Linked DNA regions of Mus musculus: regions 1 and 2 are each linked to region 3. A link is a contact called in public Hi-C and HiChIP or PLAC-seq data. All regions are on one chromosome and are shown on one strand. The core of a region is the stretch at or near the end of the contact, and the rest is flanking DNA. Distances in the headings are between cores, read along the strand shown. Region 1 holds the start of Clip2 (CAP-GLY domain containing linker protein 2). Region 2 holds the start of Rcc1l (reculator of chromosome condensation 1 like). Region 3 holds the start of Bud23 (BUD23, rRNA methyltransferase and ribosome maturation factor).

Region 1 (2,996 bases), core at 381-2,880, 510 kb after region 3:
TCCTACCGGGATTCTGAAAGAGCAGTGTACAGTCTTTTTTTTTTTTTTTAAGATTTATTTATTTGTTTGTTTATTTATTAATTATATGTAAGTACACTGTAGCTGTCTTCAGACGCACCAGAAGAGGGCATCAAATCTCATTACCGGTGGTTGTGAGCCACCATGTGGTTGCTGGGATTTGAACTTCAGACCTTCGGAAGAGCAGTTGGGTGCTCTTACCCACTGAGCCGTCTCACCAGCCCCAGTCTTTTATTTTTTGAGACAGGGTTTCACTGTATACTTTTGGCTGGCATGGAACTTGTTATGCAGACCAGGCTGGCTTCAAGCTACAGAGTGCAGCCCCTAACTTGCTGAAATTAAAGGCATGCACCACCACACCCAGCTGAAATGTATGCCCTTGACCACTGAGCCATCTCTCCAGCCCTCATCCTTTCTTTCTAAGACACACATTGAAGGGTTTACAGACAGAGAACTATGGTTGATGGTTGAAGTGTGAACTTTAACTCTTTTATCTGTGGTATTAATTTTCCTTCTTTTTGAGACTATGTAGCCCTGTCTGGCCTGGAACTCTCTATGTAGACCAGGCTGGGCTTAAACTAATACGGATCAGTCTGTTACAGCGTCTCAAGTGCTGGGATTAAAGGCAGGTGCTACCATGGCCAGCTATTTCATTTTTCTGTTAGTGGATGGAACCTGGGGCTTCAGTAATGCTAAGCAGGGGCTCTACCCCTGAGCCCCGCCCCCAGCCCCTCCCTGGGGTTATCCTAGGTAGGTGCTCTACCTCTAAGCCAGGACCCAACCTAAGAGGTGGATTCGTTCCAGTCTGCCATGATTTAGGTCCTATTTCAACACTGAAACTGTCCATCTAGCTACGTAAAACTTGCTCTTTCTCGAACAACCCACTCTTTACTTTGTATACGGTCCACTTCTGAGGAATTTGGCTCTTCTCACACAGACTCTCTTCACTGCAAGAGTTCCTCTGGGCTGGCCTACTGTTGGCATCAATGCACAACTACCTTTTTGTTCTGATGAACTAAAAAACACCCTGCCTCCTTTAAAGATGGGGAAACTGAGGTCCAGAGGTTAACGTACCACCACGCTGAGTGAGACCTTAAGGATTTTTTTGAGACAGAGTCTCACTGTGTAGCTCCGCTTGTCCTCCCGCTCAGTTTGCCTAGTGTCAGGTGTCAGGTGGTACCCCTGAAGCTCTCTGGTCATTTGCATCATTCCCCTTCCTCGCCTCTTTGAACACAGTCCCTAAGTCAACCCTTGCGAAAAGCCTTCCAGATCCCAGCCCCGCCCCCTTACGTTCCTAAGTGTCTCAGTCTCCTTATATGGAATATTTACATAAGCAATGCAGGGTTGAAACAGAAACTGGAACACACATAAATGCGTAGGGCTGAAGGGCCTGTGAGTGAAATCTATTTCCAAGGCTCAAGTCAGCTGTAGATGGTCTTGATGGGGAAGACCAGGTTCCTAAGACTTCTCTGCCCGCCCGCTCCCCAGTCTTTGCGCGTCACTGTTGCCTGAGAACCCGGAGACCAGGATTGTGGGCACCGCCCCCAACCTCCCCCCCACCCCCCGCGCTCCGGGCCCCGCCTTCCTGCGCCCGCCGCTACGCCGGCCCCTTTTGTTCGCTCTCTGGCCGCTGAGCTCTCCTGGCGCTCGGCTTCTCTCGGCTGGGCTCGGCTCACCTTGGCAGGGCTCCACCGGGCTCCGCTCTGCTCGGTTTCTCTCGCCTCCGCCCCGTTTGGCTCGGATCTTCCCGGCTCGGCCCCGCTCGGCTCGACTCAGCTCGGCTCCGCCTCGGGGCGCGCAGGCAGCGGCCGGGCTTACTGGATCGGCCCCTCCCTCTATCCCCTTCTGGACGTAGATCCTGTGCGAGGCCCGGACTCCGAGCGCGGAGACCCGGTTAGTGTATCGGCGTGAGGAGACCGGCGCAGCATCCTCGTTCCCGGGACGCGCGGACCAAGAGGAGGCGAGGGGTGTCGGGTCCTGGTCGCTGCTGGAGCTCCAAGGTAGGCGCCGCTCTGGGGACGCGCGCGATGGGGGCGCGCGGGCAACAAAGGACGCAGAGTCGCGGGGGGCGGCGGCACCCTATCCTGGAAAGAAAAGGGGGTGCTATCACCAAGCCATTGTCGTCGCGTGGGCAAGGACAGCGGACAGGGTCGCTGCCGCTGGTGGGCGTGGGCGGGGTGAACCCCAACTTCCTTAACCCAGGTCGCTGCTGGGGTTGGGGGCGCCCCTGGATTGCACGTCCAGATGGTGCAAACATCCATAGCTTGGGATTCGGGTGTTTTTGTTGGCGTCCTCTTTCCAAGAGCGGATCCAGGACAAGCTGCAGAGCTCTTGGGGAAGGCTCACACAGGCTCTGTGGGGGCACAGCCTGGTGGGCGCGGCCATCAGCTCTCATCTTCAGACCTGGCATCTGGGATGAGACACGGAGGCCCCCGCCCCGCCACCTGGGGTCGCCTGGTTGGTGCCCTTAGCAAAACTTGATTGGAGAGCCTGGCTTGGCAGAGGATAGGGTAAGGGGGAGGCCCAGGCAGGGTGGCTTTCCGCAGGGTTGCCCCCCCAAGCTGGCGCTGGTAGCTGGTGAGGCAGCAGTTTTTTTCCCTCCCCCCAGGGAGGGGCAGTGGCGACGCAGGATGCAGGGCTGAGCCTCCAGGGCTAGCCCGCGTGGATCCTCAGGAGGGGCCTGTGTGTTTGTCCTGGACTCACTGGGCTTTGCCACGCGTGCCTTCTCCCGATCCTGGCCAAAGCCTGGAAAGGTCGTTGCAGAGGAACACCTTAGGGGTAGAGGAATCACAATCCAGCCTCTGAGATCCCGCTCCTGTCTTCTGGACTACAAATGGGCAGGGGCCTGGACGGTTGTGGAACTAGGAATTGGCTTTAATCTTGAAGGGTGCCCCGACAGAGGACGCTGGGGATGGGGCTGGCCTAGGGCTGTGCTCTGAGGAGCTAGAGAGCACCACGTGGGGCCACCTTCCCTTTGC
Region 2 (2,872 bases), core at 89-2,588, 890 kb after region 3:
TACGTTCCTGTTTATCAAGAAATACACACTAAGGATGAGCAAAGGGAGTTCGGGGGGAAGGATCCACTCTGTATTAGGGGATAACTTTTAGGAAGCCCTGCCATGGACTGTAGTCTTTATTTCAGGGACTGAATTTCTCTGTGTAGCCTTCATGCTGGAATTGAGATCTAAAGGAAGTAAGAAGGGCCCCTGGAAGCCAGGTGTAGTTTAATCAGGGTTGAACCTGGCACACTGGCATGGGTCTGTAATCCCATCACTTGGGAGGCTGGGGTAGGAGAACTGTAGTGAGGTAGAGGCTAGCCTGGGTTACAGAGTGAGACCCTGTCTTAGAAAAATATTCAATTAGAGGGCTGGAGAGAGGGCTCAAGAGTTAAGAACACTGTGCAACAACAATGACAAACAAAACAAAATACTGTTTACTCTTCCAGAGGACCAGAGTTCTAATTCTAGCATTCACATGGGGGTGTGTGGGAGTGGGGTATCAACTGTAACTGCAGTTCTAGAGAATCTAACACCCTCTTCTGAGGCCTCCACAGACACTATACACGCAGGGTACACAGATATACATGCAGGTAAAGTACCCATATGCATGAAATAAAACCGCCTAAAATAAACTAAATCAACCAATCAGTGCTGGGTATGGTGGCACACACCATTCAGGAGGCAGGGGCAGGTTTGAGTTATCCTGGTCTACAGGAACAAAGCAAGTTCCAGGCCAGTTAGGGCTAAATAATGAGATTCTGTCACAAACAAACAAACAAACAAACCATATATATTAATAGGTTTTCTTTCTTCTAGGGTGGTTTGCAATTTGCAGCAATATTCCTGCCTCAGCCTAAAGTTGGGGTTACAGGTGTGAACCACTGTGCCCAGCTACCTTCCCCAGTTTTGCTTCCATGAGATAAGCATCTAGGATGTTCCCTCTGTCTCCTTTCAGTATTTATACAAAACACTTCTTGGAATTGGGAGAGTAGTCTGTGTTAACCTATACCCTAAGGATGTGTGAGGACCTGGGTTCAATTCCCAGCTCCACCTAAGTAACTCCACACCAAAACTAACACACACACACACACACACACACACACACACACACACACAGAATTTAAAAAGGGGCAGTAAGAATCATAGAACACTTCACAGACATCTTCAAATAATAGCTTGACACTCATTTAAGTCCCCTACTCATGGATAGACGGTGAAGCCATAGCCTTCTCAAGTCTTTGCTTTCCTGGAGTAGTAATCATCTGCCAATAGTAAACATGGTTGTCTTTCCCTTAGCGCGTCGCCTTCAGCCAGTAGTAAGCATGGCCGTATCTACTTCCGCCAGGCTAGAGGTCAAGGGTGACACAAGATGGCGGCGCCCATAAGCGGTTGAGGCGTGACGCGGAGGATGTTGGCGGCGGCCCGGGCTCTGCGGGGGCCGCGGCCGAGGTGGCCGACACCGGCTCGCGAGCACTGGACACCGGCCGGCCGTTCGCGGAGCCGGCGAGAAGCGGCCGAGGCCGAGGCGGACGTTCCGGTGTTTCAGTACGTGGGCGAGCGCGCGGCTCGCGCCGATCGCGTCTTCGTCTGGGGCTTCAGCTTCTCCGGGGCGCTCGGGGTGCCCAGCTTCGTGGTGCCGTCCTCGGGGCCTGGACCGCGCGCCGGCCTGCGGCCCCGACGCAGGATCCAGCCGGTCCCCTACCGCCTGGAGCTGGATCATAAGGTGGGGGCAGTGGCATCCTCGCTGGCATCTCTTAGGGAACTTTCTTCCCCGCGTGGCCGGATTTCCGGGAGCAATGACCTCCGAGATCCCGGGATCTGCAGAGGGAGGCATGAGGGGTGGCTGCCGAGAAGTCTGTTTCTCCCAGTGCTCCGTCCTTCACTGCTGAGCCTGTTTATCACGTCTGTGGATCTTGGGGTCTCGTTCAGCATTTTTAGCAGTTTGCTTGTGGCTCGAGAGAGTTTGGTGTCTTCCCTTACTTTCTTGCCCATTGGCGTAGCTTGACAATCGCACCAAGGATTCTGCCCTTAGATCATTCGCTCAGGCCCCCCCCCCCCCCAAAAGGCCGGAGCTGTCACCTCCCAGTTACAGAGGATGAAAGGGAGTAGCAGAGAGGTCAAGTAAGGTCCAGGGCCCCACAGCTGGGTGTAAATGGTGGTATTTGTAACTTAGACTAGACAGCTCCCTTGAGGGACGGGACATTCCACAGGTCGGAGGTGTGTCGGCTAGAGTCAGTGATGGGCAGCCGGAAAAGGAGATGCTCATCTGAGCGGTTAGAGGGGAAATAGGAGGTTGCCCATGGAGCTTCTAAGGTGGCTCACGCCTTTAATCCCAGCACTTGGAGGCGGAGGCAGGCTAATTTCTGAGTTCGAGGCCAGCCTGGTCTACAGAGTTCCAGGACAGCCAGGGGTACACAGAGAAACCCTGTCAAAAAGGGGGGGCGGGGAAGAGGCTCACTTTTCAAAAGGGCTCAGCCCGGCAGCCGTGGTGGCTCACATCTGTAGTCCCAGGACTTGGACTGGACGGTTGAGACAAGAGGATTGCCACAAGTTGTACTCTAGCTTGGGCTACACAGTGAGACCCTGTCTTTACCCTCGAAATGCTGTTATTATAGCCGTGTGCAACCGTTTCTGGTTTAAGTGGTGCTGGGGACGGGGAACCCAAGGGTTTTTGCCCTACAAGCACTGTGTCCACTGAGCTACTTTCTCCCTCCCAGTTCTCTTTTCTATACAGAGGTCTTTTTGCTTCTAGCTACCTGGTTGTGTTAACATCTTTAGTTGGAAACAAACAAACAAGCACCCACTCACCCTTTCTTTTGGTAGCAATAAAAAGTATTTATTTATACTTTATAGAAGTGTGGTTTGTGATGGTGGGAGTCAAACCCAGGAT
Region 3 (2,950 bases), core at 187-2,686:
GTGAACCACTTTCTGGCAGTTCTCCTGAAAGCCTCCTTTATCCCTGTGGGTCTGTGGCCCATGCTTGCGGTCCTAGCCCTCAGGACACTGAGGCAGGGGATGGAAAGTTCTAGGCTAGTCTGTGATACAAAGTTGATATTGTTTCCAAAATGTGCCAAGATCACAGTGCCATGAAGCCTGGTTTATGTGGTGCTGGGGTGGAACTCAGGGATTTGTGCATTCAAGGCATGTATCCGATCCACTGGGCTACAGCCTGAGCTCTGAGGTGGTGCTGGAGTCTCTTGGCTTTGCACACGGCCCCTGTGTGTCACTTTGTATCCTTTTAAAGACAGATCTTGCTAAGTGATTGGTCACAAACCCCCAGACTCAGCCTCCCTGGATTAGAGACCTACCCTTGGTCTATACCTTGACCAGTGAGCCTACTGCTTCTTCTAGGCTCAGATTACTCACACAGTCCAGGAGCCTCACTAGAGGGATTTGACTTAGGGCGCTTGTGATCAGCACCATAGATGAGAGGACCACACTCAAGAACTCAACCTCCAAGTCTTGTCACAGTTAACAGGCTGCACACTTAGCAATGCAAGCAGCTAGCGAAAGAAAGACCAAGGACAGGCATGCAAGCTGCCCCAAGATGAACTTGGCTCCAGTAACACCACCCTACACCACCACTGTGGAGAAAAATATGAAGGACAAATCATATCCTTCTGCTGTTAGGTTCACACAGCACCCAAGGGCACTCCCTAGACACAGAACTGCATTCCTTACCCTCAAGCCTTTGTTTTTTTTTTTTTTTTTTCTCACTTCCACACAACAGAAATGGTGTGGTACAGAACTGAGGGGAAAAAATTGGCAATCTTTGACTCTTTTTCTTAGTGGGGAAGGAGGACACAAAAGATAACAGAGTTGGGGCCTAAACCCTGTGCCTTTTGTTGCTAGCATTCTCTCACAGAGCTACATCCCCAGCGTCTGCTGGATCTTTGATCAAGTCTCACCTGTGGCTTGGGGTAACACAGAAAAACAAATTTCACTCGAGTCCCCAAGAATTAAATCTTTTTGGCATCGGACAACCAGTCGTATTGCACAGTTCAGCAGTTACAGGGGAAACACCACCTATTATACAGACATGTGGCAGGGGACAGGGCAAATCTTGCTCAGGGCTTCTGGTTAAAACCGCAGCAAGTGTTCTGGGAGTTGGCAACTGAAGGTAACTTCTAGAAATGAACAGGCACCCAGGGGACTCTGGAAAGCACTTAAATTTCTGGTCTTCACAGGAATCTTTATCCGGGGGCCTCTTTCTTGGCCACTGAAAAGCGTCTTTTTCTGGACCAAAGGAGAGGGATGTGTTGATCACTGGCCAGGCTGGAGGGTGTGAGGAGGGTCAAGAGAACACCACTAGAGGAAGTCAAGTCAATCGCAGACCAATGGTTCAAAGGTCTAGAAAGGAAGGTTGCTTGGGCTGGATCCCTTCCCCTCCTTTTCTCCGATTAAATACGAAAGCCAACAAAGACGAAGATAAGGAAAAGGACGACAAAGAAAGTGGCGTCTCGTGTATCGTCCCAGCTGGTCCCCTTGTTGGCCTGGTTCTCCTGCTTTTTGCGAAGGGCTTCCCTCCGGGCGCGCAAACGCCGTTCTCTCTCTAGCTGCTCTCCGTAGTGCGCCTGGTAGAAGGCGTCAAAGTCGAACATGGTGCGACCGTCGCCGGGAGAAGCCCTAGAGCCACCGGGAGCCCGAGGGGTGTAGGGAGGAGGGCGAGGAGGAGCGGGATCGGCCACGGGCGTCTTAGAGGGCTTGACGCCAGGTCCGCGCAGGTCCTGGTCGCTGAGCAAACCTCGGTCATACTTGCGCCGGAGGATGGTGCTGCCCAAGACCAGGTAAGCTTCGGAGACGCGCGTGAAGCGCTCGGCGGCCTCGGCGCTCCCGGGGTTGCGATCCGGATGGTAGAGGAAGCTCTGCCGGTAGTACGCCGCTTTGATCTGTGCTTGCGTGGCCGTGGAGGGGACGCCCAGCAGCTCATAGAGGGCGGTGCGGGAGTAAGTCCTCCCTCGCGAGCACAAACCCGTGGCGGAACTCGGAGGCAACCCCCGGACCTGCCACCATCTCCATAGCGGTGACAGGGTCCACCCCAGGCAGCGCGCGGCCGCCATGTTGTGGCTGGGAGGGGGCGGCGCCGAGGCAGCCAATGGAGGCCTCGAATCCTGAGCGGCGTCCCCACCTTCTAGCCAATCAAATAAAAGGAAAGGCGGGGGAAAAGGTCCGCCTGAGGCGGGCGCAGATTGATGACGTCAAAGCGTCGCGCTAGTGCTCGCCGGTCCCAGCGTTGCCATACCATCGAGATGGCATCTCGTAGCCGGAGACCCGAACACAGCGGACCGCCGGAGCTGGTGAGAGCCCCGCCAGGTCTTGGTCTTTTTCTAGAATGACTGCTTTTGGATTCTTCCCTTAAAACTCCCATGTGTTTTTCTCTTCTCAACAGTTTTATGACCAGAATGAAGCCCGGAAATACGTTCGCAAGTGAGGAGAGCATGGCTGTTGAGCGGCATCGCGGGGGTCGGGATCGGCGAGTCGCCCCGATTATGGGCGTCCCTTGGAAAGCATGTAGAATTTGGGAGTGTGTGTGAGTGTGTGTGTGTGTGTGTGTGTGTGTGTGTGTGTGTGGGTCTGCGTACATGCAGTTCTGCCACCGGTAAAGGGAACTTGAAGCCATTGAGCTCCTGGAAAGATCTTGCTACCTCAGTGTGGGTATATTCATCTCCAGTTTACCCTGGGTCGTTTGACAATGTGTTTTAAATATGTGGTAAAGTAAGCAATAGTTAGAAGATATGATAAGGTACTGTCATACTGCATAAGTGGTCTGTCACTGAGCGATACTTCCTGCCCCTCGCTTGGGGATTCTAAGTAGACATTTTACTTTTGAGGCACACCCCTAGCCATTCACTGGATGATTCTGAAA

The links. A called contact is a pair of places that touch in the nucleus more often than the background predicts. HiChIP or PLAC-seq counts read pairs in DNA pulled down with a chosen protein or histone mark.
Region 1: a contact with region 3 is called in an H3K27ac HiChIP or PLAC-seq map of microglia, with 5 times the contacts expected there. The contact joins the promoter of Clip2 here to the promoter of Bud23 in region 3. A contact is called at or near these places in 2 of 484 Hi-C or Micro-C datasets (both in embryonic stem cells), 2 of 115 datasets of contacts at active chromatin or transcription factors (microglia and pancreatic cancer cells) and 1 of 9 other capture datasets (adipose tissue).
Region 2: a contact with region 3 is called in a Hi-C map of CD4 T cells, with 2.7 times the contacts expected there. The contact joins the promoter of Rcc1l here to the promoter of Bud23 in region 3. A contact is called at or near these places in 4 of 39 promoter capture datasets (cranial neural crest, frontonasal cranial neural crest, hippocampal neurons and 1 more) and 1 of 484 Hi-C or Micro-C datasets (CD4 T cells).

Annotation. Positions count from the first base shown.
Region 1 is chr5:134,551,068-134,554,063 of GRCm38.p6, reverse strand. It overlaps Clip2 (CAP-GLY domain containing linker protein 2), which reads left to right and starts at 1,630. Exons shown (of 17, transcript NM_009990.3): 1 at 1,630-2,018.
Region 2 is chr5:134,175,233-134,178,104 of GRCm38.p6, reverse strand. It overlaps Rcc1l (reculator of chromosome condensation 1 like), which reads left to right and starts at 1,338. Exons shown (of 11, transcript NM_033572.2): 1 at 1,338-1,705. The coding sequence starts at 1,391.
Region 3 is chr5:135,063,445-135,066,394 of GRCm38.p6, reverse strand. Bud23 (BUD23, rRNA methyltransferase and ribosome maturation factor) reads left to right here and starts at 1,436. Exons shown (of 13, transcript NM_025375.4): 1 at 1,436-1,871; 2 at 2,220-2,381; 3 at 2,474-2,511. The coding sequence starts at 2,334. Dnajc30 (DnaJ heat shock protein family (Hsp40) member C30) reads right to left here and starts at 2,189. Exons shown (of 1, transcript NM_025362.3): 1 at 1,030-2,189. The coding sequence starts at 2,144. The coding sequence ends at 1,485.